2 separate regions of the Danio rerio genome follow, and region 1 is linked to region 2. A link is a contact called in public HiCAR-type data. All regions are on one chromosome and are shown on one strand. The core of a region is the stretch at or near the end of the contact, and the rest is flanking DNA. Distances in the headings are between cores, read along the strand shown.

Region 1 (6,790 bases), core at 2,705-5,204, 480 kb after region 2:
CTTTGTTGATGCACCTTTGGCAGCAATTACAGCCTCAAGCCTTTTTGAATATGATGCCACAAGCTTGGCACACCAGTCTTTGGGAATTTTTGCCCATTCCCCTTTGCAGTACCTCTCAAGCTCTATCCGGTTGGATGGCAAGTGACGGTGTACAGCCATTTTCAGATCTCTCCAGAGATGTTCAATAGGATTTAGGTCTGGGCTCTGGCTGGGCCACTCAAGAACATTCACAGAGTTGTTGTGAAGCCACTCTATTTATATTTTGGCGGTGTGCTTTGGGTCCTTGTCCTGCTGGAAGATGAACTGTCACCCCAGTCTAGGGTCAAGAGCACTCTGAAGCAGGGTTTCATTCAGGATGTCTCTGTAGATTGCTGCATTCATCTTTCCCTCTATCCTGACTAGTCTTGCAGTTCCTGCTGCTGAAAAACATCCTCACAGCATGATGCTGCCACCACCATGCTTCACTGTAGGGGATGGTATTAGCCTAGTGATGAGCGGTGATTGTTTTTTTCCAAGCGCGACGTCTGGCATTCACTCCAAAGAGTTCATTTTTAGTCTCATCAGACCAGAGAATTTAGTTTCTTATGGTCTGAGAGTCCTTCAGATGCCTTTTTGGCAAATTCCAGGTGGGGAGTGGCTTACGTCTGGCCACTCTACCATACAGGCATGATTGGTGAATTGCTGCACAGATGATTGTCCTTGTGTAAGGTTCTCCTCTCTCCATAGAAGAACGCTGGTGCTCAGACAGAGTGACCATCCGGTTACTGATCACGTCCCTGACTAAGTCAGCTTTGATGACCAGCCAACTCTAGGAATAGTCCTGGTGGTTCCAAACATCTTCCACTTACGGATGATGGAGGCCACTGTGCTTATTGGAACTTTCAGAGCAACAAAAATTTTTCTGTAACTTTCGCCAGCCTTTTGCTTGAGACAATCCTGTTTCGGAGATCTACAGACAATTATTTTGCTTCATGCTTGGTTTGTGCTTTGACATGCACTATCAACCCTGGAACCTTATATAGACAGGTGCTTTTTCAAATCATGTCCAATCAACTGAATTTACCACAGGTGAACTCTAATTAAGGTGCTGAAACATCTCGAGAATGATGAGTGGAAACAGAATGTACCTGAGCTCAATTCAGAGCTTCACTGCAAAGGCTGTGAAAACTTAAGTACAGGTGATTTTTCAGTTTTTTTTTTTGTTTTGTTTTTAATAAATTAGCAACAATAATAAAAAAAAGATTTTCACATTGTCATTATGGGGTACTGTGTGTAGAATTTTGAGGAAATGTATGAATTTAATCCATTTTGGAATAAGGCTGTAACAAAAAAATAAATAAATGTGGAAAAAGTCAAAGGCTATGAATACTTTGCGGATGCACTGTACTTTAAAAACAATGATTCTTGCCTTTTTTGTGGCCCAAAGCAACAGCGAGAGCAACAGGACTGTATCCAGAGTCTGCTTCAAATGTAATATCTGCTCCACATCCTAAACACACAGCTTACTTGAGTTTGTCATCACAAAGAGTCCAAAATAATAATAATAATAATAATAATACTTACGTAACAGGGCTTCGACACATTTCATATGATTGCCACGAACTGCGTACAGAAGTGGGGTCCCACCATTCTGTTTTTTAAATTAATGGCATGATTAGGACTTTTTTAACATGTCAACGTTTTCTGTTGCATCTTAAAGTTAGAATTAATTAAATCACCCTTACCCAGTCATAGGAATCAATATCAACACCATGCTGTAAAAGAATATTAACGATATCTGCAAATCCTCCTGCGCTGGCCAGAGACAGGGCACTTTCCCTTTCTCTAGCAAGTGTTTTTGGATCTGCTCCCTATAATAATATAACAATGTAGAGATGTGGTGAAAAATTACAAATCTTTCTGTGTCAATTCTTTATTGAATCGATTGGAAGCTTAGATTTAACAGCAGATGGCGCTCTAAGCTAGGCTTTTATGTTATAAAATTTATGTAAACACAGCTCACTATGAATACTCTTGTAATTCGCTTAAAACTTAAATTTAATCATGATTATTTCAGGTTCACGTGGTATTTGTAAGGAATTTGATGCAAGCGGAGTACACACAGCGCCATCTGCTGGTAAAAACTAAGCTCTGAGTCGATTCAAGAGGGAATGTCGATGCATTCTGAAAATCAAATATATTGTCTTGTCACAGTGTGTAAAAATGTGTCATTCTCACCTTCTGAAGGAGAAACTCCACCATCGTTATCTCTCCAAATGCAGCAGCCCACATCAGTGGTGTAAAACCTCTTTCATCTTGATTGTTAAGTAGAGAATTGTCTGCAAGATAATCATATTTTAAGTATTTTTATATATTCACTGATTCATTTTAGAAAGTGTTGTTGGATATCCGCACTTTATTTCTTTATGCACTTGATATTACATATACATTCACTGGCCACTTTATTAGGTACACCTGTCCAACTGCTCGTAACACAAATTTCTAATCAGCCAATCACAAGGCAGCAATTCAATGCATTAGGCATTTAGACATGGTCAAGACGATCTGCTGCAGTTCAAACTGAGCATCAGAATAAGGGGAGGAAAGGTGATTTGAGTGACTTTGATTTTGTGACATGAACATTGGCATGAACGTTTGAGTATTTCAGAAACTGCTAATCTGGGATTTTCACACACAACCATCTCTAAGTATGGATCCATCTTGCCTTGTATCAACGGTTCTGGCTGATGGTGGTGGTGTAATGGTGTGGGGGACATTGGCACACTTTTGGCCCATCAGTACCACTTGAGCATCGTGTCAGCGCCACAGCCTACCTGAGTAATGTTGCCGACCATGTCCATCCCTTTATGACCAGTGTACCCTTCTTCTGATGGCTACTTTCAGCAGGATTAGGCGCCATGTCATAAAGCGCAACTCATCAGACTGATGACAATGAGTTCACTGTACTCAAATGGCCTCCACAATTACCATATGTCAATCCAATAGAGCACCCTTGGAATGTGGTTAAACGGGAAATTTGCATCATGGATGTGCAGCCGACAGATCTGCAGCAACTGCATGAGGCTATTATGTCAATATGGACTAAAATCTCCCTTGTTGAATCTATGCTACGAAGGATTAAGGCAGTTCTGAAGGCAAAACGGGGTCCTACTCGGTAATAGTAAGGTGTACCTAATAAAGTGGCCGGTGAGTGTAGTTATAGAACTATTTTAATCAAAAAAGGGTTTTTGCTCTTGAAGGGTTATATATAGAAGCATTATTGTTGTTGCACCAGGGTTCTACCAGGGTTGCACCTCAAGAATGTAATTTTTGAGCGTTTAAAGTTAGCTTCTTTAACTAATTTTGTTCAGCAGGTGTTGGGTATATATTTAGTTATTCCTCATCTTAACTGTTGAGCAGAGAACTTTGTGCGATTAATTTCTATGCATATCCTTATATTTGGGTTATTTCAACAGTATTTATTTCAGCAAATGTTGAATAAACATTTGGATGTTCATTTATTACTGTTTCAGAAATTGTTCTATACTGATTTATTTATCTGTTCAAGTATGAGATCACCAAACACACACTATATTGCAAGTGTTGGATAATACCATTTATTTACTGATATTGGTATTAGTATTGGATACCTTTGGATAAATGTATCTCCAGTTGTGGAATCTCTCCATGGGCTGCGAGTTGATGAATTGAGAGGTCTAAACACAAGACAAAATGAAAACTCATTATTACCTTCAATTACATCACATATTTACTTTTAAAGGACGATTTATTTCAAATCTGCCTTCCATATGCACGGTAGAAAGTGACAGACTCACTGTCTAAAGTGGCCGGTCGAACTGTGACCTCATTCCCGCGCTGTTTATTCGTCAGAGTGGTCGAGTGGTTCGCAGCATTTTCGTCATGACGGTTTTCCATAATCACTGATCATTACACCTGCTTTAAATGTACGCAATGCTGAAAAATATCTTTAACAAACAAGTTTAGTAACAATTTTATATGCAGTTCTAATGTAAAATTATAGTGTCTTACCTTGGATTTCTAACACTTTATGTGGAAATAATATCTTAAACTTCACAGGCTTGTAGGATCATACATGCTGCTTTTATTTCCTGATTCGTTTGCAAAAGTGAAACTGAAATAGGAGACTTAATGGCAGTTCAACACACACGCAACCTCGATGTCTAAAGAATGATATCGAATGCTCACAATACTTTTTGATGATAGATATAGCACTTTTGATTGTGAATGATTCGCATCCGTCTTAAAAATTAGAGTTGGAACAGAATCTGGAAGAGGTTTTCTGAAGCGAGTCGGGGGGGTTTGAACGAATCTTTGAACTAAAGAATCGTTCTTGTTCACTTCCATGACTCTTTCAAGCGCGTGACTGTTTTCTTATCTTTACTGAATAGAGCTGGAACCTATAGCATTTGAGAGCAAGTTGGGATGAAAATTATTATTGGTTGGATGAACCGAGTCAGTGCGCCCCTTTATTTATAATTTGGCAGTTTTTCTTGTTGTTAGAATAGACTTTTGTATTGTCTGGTCACCTTAAAAACTATCCATTTAATAATTTGTTTTTGTTTTGTTGTTAAAGTTGTTGAACACAAACTAAAATATTGAAAAAAAAAAACAGCTGAAAAGCTGTAACTGTTAACCTGTATAATAGCCTATTTGTTTTTTACCTCAGTGGTTACAGGTTTTCAGCCTTCTTCAAAAATTGTCCTTTGTGATCAGCAGAATAAAGAATGTAACCTATAAAGATTTATAGCATTCACTTTTATTAATTAAAAATTTCCTCAGAAGAAACCAGCCCAACGTTCTTGTAAACACTTCAAAAACCCAACAGTCAATTCTATCAAATGCAATGAGTGTAGTTAACTCAAAATGTACTAATTCTAATGTAGCTAATTCTACTCATTTGAAAAGAGTTTTGAACTCAGTGTTGAAGGTAATGAGTTAATTAAATACCTCATTAATTCAACTTAAATGGAGTAAGTTCACAGCATTTGTTCATTAATTAATTCATTTTCTTTTCAGCTCTTCTTGCTGTGAGGCAAATGTGCTACCCACTGAGCCACCGTGCAGCCCTAAGTTTACAGTACTTTTTTTTTATCTCAAGTGGTTTGAGCTGCATTAACTTATCAGGATTTACAGTACTCAGTTGGTTTGAATTCAAATGAGTAGAATTAACTTTCAGTAAGTTGAGTTAACAACACACATTTCATTTGATAAAGTTGACTGTTGGGTTTTACAGTGTACAGAAGTCTGAATAATTCAGTAACTCAATATTTTTGGTAAATCAAACCATTGTTCATCTTTTTTGTGAATGTGCTTGTGAAACAATTTTGGACGGAACTATGTATCAATCTCTCAGAAAAGACAAAGGTTAACATTTTTTTAAATACTTTTGAAATAATTTTGGTTTATTACAACTCTAAATCTTGCATTCAGTACATTGTTAATCTTTTTATTATAATGAGTATTTTTTTTTATTCACAAGTGTACATTTTTGGAAAAAATCCGTAGACATATAGTCATAAATTGTGTCTTAAATGGGCGTTAAAACAAAAAAGTCTTTTAAAAGTCAAAAATTACATTCAATGTCTTTGTTTTCAATGATTTTTTTCCCTCTCTTCTCTGTTTTGTTTTTGTTTCCTTTATATTTATTTTTTTCCTCCCCTCTTAAAATGTATTATGCAGATTGTAACAACATCTCCGTCTTTTTCTAAAGGTCTAAGTTTCTGCATGCTATTGTTAACTGTTTTTGAAACAAGTAAAAAAAAATCTTTTTGGTGAACCGATTCAAACGATTCGAATCACTCAGATGAATCATAACCCCTCAGAACTAAAGGCTAGGAACTATTTATTGAGCTTGTGTTCATCCGGATGATTTCTTGGGAGCACAATCTTAGGGAAATCAGTAGTGTTTTGATATTACAGAAGCAAAGTCGTATCAGGCGTTTATTTATTTATTTTTAAATAATAATGGAGGATCAAGAAATGCAGTTGAAAGTAAAAAGAGGTACCGCTGATAGATTCGAAATCTGTATGCCTATTGATTCGTGTTGGTCAACAATGACTTGCTGTACTTTTGTCTTCATCGTTTTAAAGATTTAATTTACATCATTGCATCTATTAGACTGTTTAATTGTGCGTTTGTCGTCATGCTGGTTTGTTGTGAACTTGAGGGAAATACACTAATGACGTGTTTTGTTTATCTCTGCTGCAGTGACTGATAAATTCACGGAGAGTATGTATGTTTTAGCCAATGAACCGTCAATAGCCCTTTATAGGTTACAAGAACATGTCAGGAGATCCTTGCCAGAGCTCGTGCAACATAAGGTACGTTATTTCAGCACTTTTCTTTGATACTGATTAGCTTTTATTTCTGGGTTACAGAAAGCACATTTGATCAGACACTAGTTCGTTTGACTGAGGTAAAGTTGGTTTTATATTCACATATTCAGACTTTCTCCTTCACAATATCAGTTCAGAAATATTCTCTTTGCTAATTCTAAATTGTTAATTCATATTTGCTGCCAATGACTATCAAATATTGTTCAGTCAAACACATAGTGCTAATGTTGTTTTTAAAAGTCATTCTTGCATGTGATTTCAGACCAAATATTCAAAGTACCATGGTAAATATCAATACACCGTGTCACAAGATGTCACTGAATGAATGTGCGAATATAAAACTAACCATTATCTTTTGAACTATTTCCCCAAATAATTAATCTAATGAAAATTTAGTTAGCAACAAAAAAGTAAATAAAATAACAAATCCTTT
Region 2 (7,023 bases), core at 4,448-6,947:
CCAAAACTGAAAAGGTTTGCAATAATTAGAAGCTACTTTCTATATGTGTAAATTTTACTTTTAATACACAAGCCAATAAAATAACCACATTTTATTGACAGTAAAAATTTCTTGACCAGTGAACTATTGTAAGCGCTATAACAGCACTATTGTAAGCAGCAGGAACAAATATACCAAATAGAAATGTCCTCTTGTGCGTTATTTGATTTTTGCAGTGAGTATGTGTGCTTCATGAATAGATACTAAACTTTGCAGGACACCAGCCCTCCAGGACCGAGTTTGGGCACCCTTGATCTAGTGCATAGACCAAATTACATAAAATAATTGACGAAAATAAAAAGCCTATCAAATCTGAACATCGATTTGAGAACACTCTAAAAGATTATATATCATAAATAACCAATTATTCACTTTTGAAGTGCCCATGATAACACTACCATACTAGTGCAGGGTCAGGATATATTGTGACATTAAATATTGCAAATAATATTGAATACACTGTATATATATTAAAAAAAAAAAAAAAAAAAAAAAAAAAGCTGGGTTGTACACAATCGATTTGTGGAGGGACAACATAAAGGAATTAAGTTAATGTATTATAGCAATTCCAGCATTATGGATGTGACATTTGCAGAAAAACTCAAAACATAAATTCACACATAAAGCATATTTTACATTATATCGAAACATTTGTTTATATTTTCCAAAACAACTAACCACAGAGTTATGGAGTCAGAATAATATCAACCTGTAAAAAATGTTTATATTTTAAATGAGGAAAATAAACCTCCGTTATGATTGTGACAAAAAAGTTTGCCAATTTATAGTCTACAACAGACTTTGTAGAAATTCTTTCAGTTACACTGCACAACCCAAAAGAAACAATGCTAATCAAACAGGTATTAGTAGGCTCACTATAGAATTAAAATTATTGATTTTATTTTACATTTATGCATTTATGAGGAAAAAGTGTCGTTATGGATATGACGCTTTTCCGTTATGGTTGTGACAGATGTGAAATTACCACTTGTGTTATTTTGGCAAATTAAATTTAATAGTTTGAAATACTGACAGATACATTTATGAGTATTTTTAAAGTACTGTAAAATACTTGCTAACAAAGAAAAAAGTAGAAACGGTTTCTCTATTTCGGTGAAAACTAAATAATTTTTCATGGCAAGGTTGACATTAGTATGGAATTGCTCATTAGTATTAACACATTTAAGTGGATTGAACAAAACAATTAATTTGTGCCTCCCAAAAAACTCAAGAATTTTTTCAGCTAAATTTAAATAAAGTTTGAACAAACAGCAAACATAATTTTTTGTGCATCATATCATCAAAAAAAACAACATCTATGATACTGTTGGGATAAGACTTTGCTAACAACATATTTTCCTTTTTTAGTTGAAAGTTTAGACCTTTTATGGTAATATAATAAACATTTTAATTGACTTGAATATGTATTTTTTTATTTATATTTAACTGAAATTATTTTATTATGCTTCAAGTATACATGCTTTCATTCATTTTTATTTATCAAAATCAGTGACATAATTATTAATGTCAGCCGGCACCATGTTAAAACAATAAGTATGACATTATCCCAGATGATTATCATTGCACACTCCTACATTATGGATGAATGTGTGTAATAGTTTAAATACAATCCAAATACCCAGATTTTTATTTTATTCTAAAAAGTACTCTGAGACTGAAAAAATAAGCCCTATAGCTTCGTCTCATAACAGTCTCTAACATACACGAGCTGCTAAAGGGAGCTGACCTGCACTACACTTCAGTTATGCTGATAATCATTAAGCCGGTGTGTTAATGTTTAATATTCACACTGACCCAGTGAAGGTTTCTGCAGAGATTGAGGAAGGGGAACAGAAAGATTACCACACGTAAAAAAAGAAAAAAAAAAAAAAAGAAACTTCAGCTTGTGAATTGACAGCAGTGAAATAAATCTGGTGTAGAATCAAATGTCAGCAGGAAAACTGCTAGTAAACATTACAAAGAAATTGCAATTGAAACATATTCCAATAATCTACATCTAGTTATTTTATTATCATTTATAGTTTATCAATATTAGAAATTAATAATTATTTTACATTCTAAAATCTGCGGTTTGATTAAGCTGTGATATTTGTAGATACATTATCTTTTACTTGGAAAAAAAAAAAAAATATATATATATATTAACCATTTATGGGGCAAATAACGACTGACATTGATCATAAAAGCTTGGAAGTCATGTAATAACCTCCAGAAACTGTATTTTTTGTTGTTTTATTTACATAATTTATTTCGGTAACCAAAATATTGTGAGTATTCTCTGTTTAATATAAAAACACTGTCCATACTAATATTATATTTCATATAAATATGCTTATGAAACAAGATATCGTTATATTTACACTATTTATTTAATTTGCATTGACTTAAAAAAGGTCAAATGTTCTGATCTTTTGAGTGACTTTTGACCTTGAGACACACAATTGTGCAAAAAGTGGCCAAAAATCCTCCCTATTACATCATTTCCTGTTTAATGTTCTAACTATCCTCCCCTGAAAAAAGAGAGGCATCTCATAATAATTCAAAAATGAATGTAGAATATAGAGCAGGGGTGGGCAAACTCGGTCTTGGAGGGCCGGTGTCCTGCATAGTTTAGCTCCATCTCCAATCAAACACACCTAAACATGCCAATCAGTGTCTTCAAGATCACTAGAAATCTATATGCAGGTGTGTTTGATTAGAGTTGGAGCTAAACTGTGAAGGACACCGGCCTTCCAGGATCGAGTTTGCCCACCCCTGATATAGAGGGTTGTATTCATAAACTTCATTCTGAATGCATTTTTATATAAATGAATTACTTCTGGGTGGCACGGTGGCACAGTGGGTAGCACTGTCGTCTCACAGCAAGAAGGTCTCTGGTTTGATCCTTGGCTGGGTTAGTTGGGATTTCTGTGTGGAGTTTGCATGTTCTCCCCGTGTTTGCATTGGTTTCCTCCGGGTGCTCCGGTTTCCCCCACAGGTGCAAGGACATGCGGTACAGGTGAATTAGGTAGGCTAAATTGTCCGAAGTGCATGTGTGTGAATAGGAGTGTATGGATGTTTCCCAGTGATGGGTTGAAGTTGGAAGGGCATCTGCTGTGTAAAACATATGCTGGATAAGTTAGTGGTTCATTCCGCTGTGGCGACCCCAGATTAATAAAGAGACTAAGTTAAAAAGAAAATGAATGAATGCATTATCTCTTTATAAATTAATAGCTCTAAATCAAAATTTTCCAGAGTGGCAGCGAATGGTAACAAAACAATACATGTGTTCATGGTAAAAAAAACAACAACAACAACAACAACAACAAAACATGAGGGTGAAATTTTAAGTTTTTTCAGCTAGCAATGATAAAAAGAAAGTGAAAATGAAAAGCCACGTATAAAAGCCAAAGGCCAGACTATCACAACAACCCAGATCACCCCAACAACCACATAGTGAGCTGTTAAAATCCATTCTGAAGCCCTATTCAGCAAACACAATGTTTCACTACTGCAGCATTTCCTTCATAAAACACTTGAGCTTCATAACAAAAATAAAACCAGGAGGTGACAAATCTAAGCTAGCTTTTCCCAAAAACCCAAGAGTAGCGAGTTTACAGGAATCATCACACACCCAACACTCTTGACAGGAAATGGAGGAGGGATGATGAACACACATCAGATGCTGTTGTGTTAAGGTGTTCCCCCTCATTCAGTCTATATAAACGCTTTCCCAATAGGGGTTTCTGGTGGTCCTGCCCACTTCTTCAAAACTGTTTACACTCGTTGCTCTGCTTCATGACAGACAACATTAAGAAACAAAGCTACACACCCAGCTAACAGGGAAAGTTCTGGCTAACATGACAAAGTTTCCCTCTGTGTTATGAATGAACATTCTTCAATACATAGAAAGTTCACTCTCGTCTTTGATAAGGTTCACAAAGCAATAACAGTACATACTTTTTTTTCCACCAGTGTTTAAATTAAAAGGATCTTTCAAACAAAAGTGAAAGTTTACTCACACTCAAGTGGTTTTAAACCTTTAAGTTTCTTTCTTCTGTGGGACACCAATGAATATATTTTAATAAAAAGCTGAAATCCTGTAATCGTTGACTTTCAGAAGGAAAAACAACAGTAACTCAATCGGTATACAGGTTTCTAACATTTTTCTAAATAGTTACTTTTTGTGTTTAACAGAAGAAAGAAACTTAACAAGGTTTAAAATTACTTGACAGTGAGTAAATTATTAGAAATGACCATTTTCATTTTGGGGCAAACTATACTAACAAGGGATATGAAATATAAAACATTTAAGCTTAGAATGTTCTGATAACTTAATTTCATTAAATAAGTGTAAATGCTTTGTTAGGCCGTATATCGACAAAGTCATACTGGTTTGAAATACTTTGCCACAATGACATTTCAAGGATTGAATAAAGTCATATTTATGCTAACCATGCTAAATAGCCCTTTCAAAACTAGTCTATTATTAACTCACAGATTGAGACTGCCATAGATAAAGAGAAATGTGTATATAAGGGAAAGCAGATTGTCGAAACCACAGTGAAACCACAAAGCATGTATTGACTCCAACGAGTTGCGGAACCTGTAGAGCCAGGTGAGTCTTGGTTTCTGCAGTACTGTTTAAAAAATTGGTGTCGTTCTCGCGACTCGGTTCTTTCGAACAAAGATAAAAAAGATCCGAGGCTGTAACTGCAAAAAGCACTATTAGATTTAATCTTACTTTTTAAGTTTATCAATATTATCAATTCACCTAACAGTTGCTTTATAATCTAATTAAGATTATATTAAATTAAAAATTTTATTTCGGCGTGTTAATAATGACTCAAGATTAAGTTTTCGTACGAATCATTCAGAAATGTTTTGTGAATCACCTCAACAGATTCGACTCAAAAGAAAGATTCGAACAAATCGGACGTTGCCATCTTATGATGACGACATTCACAGTTGACATTCATTTTCATATATTAGATTAATAAGATCTATCGACGTTCACATGTAACTATCAGAAGGCGATTAAAAATTACAAGTTTTTTCGCAACTTTCACAAAACAAATAAAGATTCGGAATTGAAAAACGGTTAATCATATGTTTGGTTCTCAAATGAATGAGACGAATCAAAGTGCATCAACATAATTCACATGTAAACTGTCAAGAAGTTTAAATTTCCTAAACGCAAACTACGTTACACTTCCTAAAAGAAACAAAGTAAGTTGTACTAAAAGCTAGAAAAAAACTCAAACTGTGATTTTAAAACAAATAAACAAAAACTCTCAAAATCTTAAATGAAAAACTTAAGCAGATGTAAAAGTAACACGATCTTAAACTTCACAATTCAGAGTCGTGTATGACCATAAGCAAGTCAACAGTTGGCAGCAAAAACGTGAAATGCGACCCAGGCCAACACAATCAATCGATAAACAAACACAGCGCAGGAAAGAAAAACACTTCACTCACCTTATTACGCACCACTTTAAAAAAACAACCCTAAAATATACAGTTAGCTCCGTATCGCAGGCCTTACTGGGCCTGGCACCTGCAGATTTCTAAAAAAGCTTTCGTTATATTGCCCTGCATTACTACAGCACCTGACCATGTACCTGTAAGCAGGGGGAGGAGTTTAAGACAGGTCGGGCAGTTTCGTCATCAAGCTAGTTTCTATACACACAACAGAGACATGTTGGGGAAAAAAACAAGACTCAAAAAAAAAGTAGAGGCATGTTGGTCTTATTTCCATTCGATGATAAACGTGAGACTTGAAACAGAGATAAACGTGAGACTTGAAATAATAAAAAAGTACAAGAATGATAAAATAGCTGATTTGATGTTTGTTTTATTCTATGAATGTTTTAGATTTTTTTAGTTTGTAATATGACTGAAAATGCTTAAAGGTGTCTCTAAAAAAAGTTTTGTTTCCTTAGGCTTGTACGATAGCGCCCTCATTGGAGAAAGCGCGGGATTAGCCTGCGGTCACACAAGTCTGACTCAAGTTGTTGAATAAATTCTTTACTAAACAACACGATTAAAAAAGGTAAGATTCTTTCAAAAAAGTATTACGCATGTAAAAGCCACAACATTTAGTGCATTTAGGAAAGCTAATGAATTTCGTCTGTGATGAATCTGTCTAATTTAAAATCAGATCTCAGATTAAAACCTTAGTCTTTGCCACATCTACTTATAACATAGTATGTTTGGTAGTTTTATTTATTATAGTTTCATGATGTCATTTAGTAGGCCTATACCCTTACAAAAAATACTGTACTACGATATATCTATCTTGTCGTTGTACCATGGTAAAATCCATGGTACCATTGTGATGGCTGTATGTTTTTCTTTTGCATACTTTAAAGGATCTTAAGGGTAACCACTAGGTGGCCTCAGTAGACTACTAAAGGGAAAGCAATATCTAATCAAACTTGTTTACCATTAAACGGATAGTTCAGCCAAAATTACAATTTACTGAACATTTGCTCACCCTCAAGCGGTTGCAAACATAATGAGTTTCTTTCTCCTGTTTATACAAAAGAAGATACTCTGAAGAATTTTGGAAAGCGGTAGCCATTGACATCCATGGTAGGAAAAACAAAAGTACTATGGAAGTCAATGGTTACCGGTTTTCAACATTATTTAGATATGTTCTCTTGTATTATTATGCAACAACAATAATAATCAGTTAAAACGTTTTTCCTTCAAGTTAATTATGTCAGCAGTGAACAAAATTATTTGTTGGGGCGAATTACTTTTTTAAGTAACAAGTCACGCATTACCTAAAAAATGAAGCAACAATATTCCAGTCCCTTTTAAATGTAATGCTAGTTGTTTTTAAGATTAATTAAATAGCTTTTAAAAAATAAGTTGCTGAATTAAAAATGAACATAGTCACGTTGAATCACGCACCGGATGAGAAAATGCACTTAAATGCTTACATTTCAGTGGTGGAAGTATTCCCATTATTCTGAACAC

What was found. HiCAR-type assays count read pairs that join an accessible place to other places.
Region 1: a HiCAR-type map of caudal fin shows a contact between it and region 2, with 9 times the contacts expected there. The contact joins the promoter of rfxank here to the promoter of tjp3 in region 2. A contact is called at or near these places in 3 of 18 Hi-C or Micro-C datasets (caudal fin, embryo and an unstated tissue) and 2 of 4 datasets of contacts at active chromatin or transcription factors (caudal fin and embryo).

Annotation. Positions count from the first base shown.
Region 1 is chr22:17,855,076-17,861,865 of GRCz12tu, forward strand. It overlaps rfxank (regulatory factor X-associated ankyrin-containing protein), which reads right to left and starts at 3,955. Exons shown (of 7, transcript NM_001130641.1): 1 at 3,816-3,955; 2 at 3,630-3,695; 3 at 2,218-2,318; 4 at 1,725-1,850; 5 at 1,564-1,630; 6 at 1,409-1,489. The coding sequence starts at 3,915. It overlaps borcs8 (BLOC-1 related complex subunit 8), which reads left to right and starts at 5,944. Exons shown (of 6, transcript NM_001098247.2): 1 at 5,944-6,022; 2 at 6,230-6,342. The coding sequence starts at 5,986. It also overlaps a transcript of nr2c2ap not described here.
Region 2 is chr22:17,376,874-17,383,896 of GRCz12tu, forward strand. tjp3 (tight junction protein 3) reads right to left here and starts at 5,698. Exons shown (of 31, transcript NM_001328340.1): 1 at 5,518-5,698.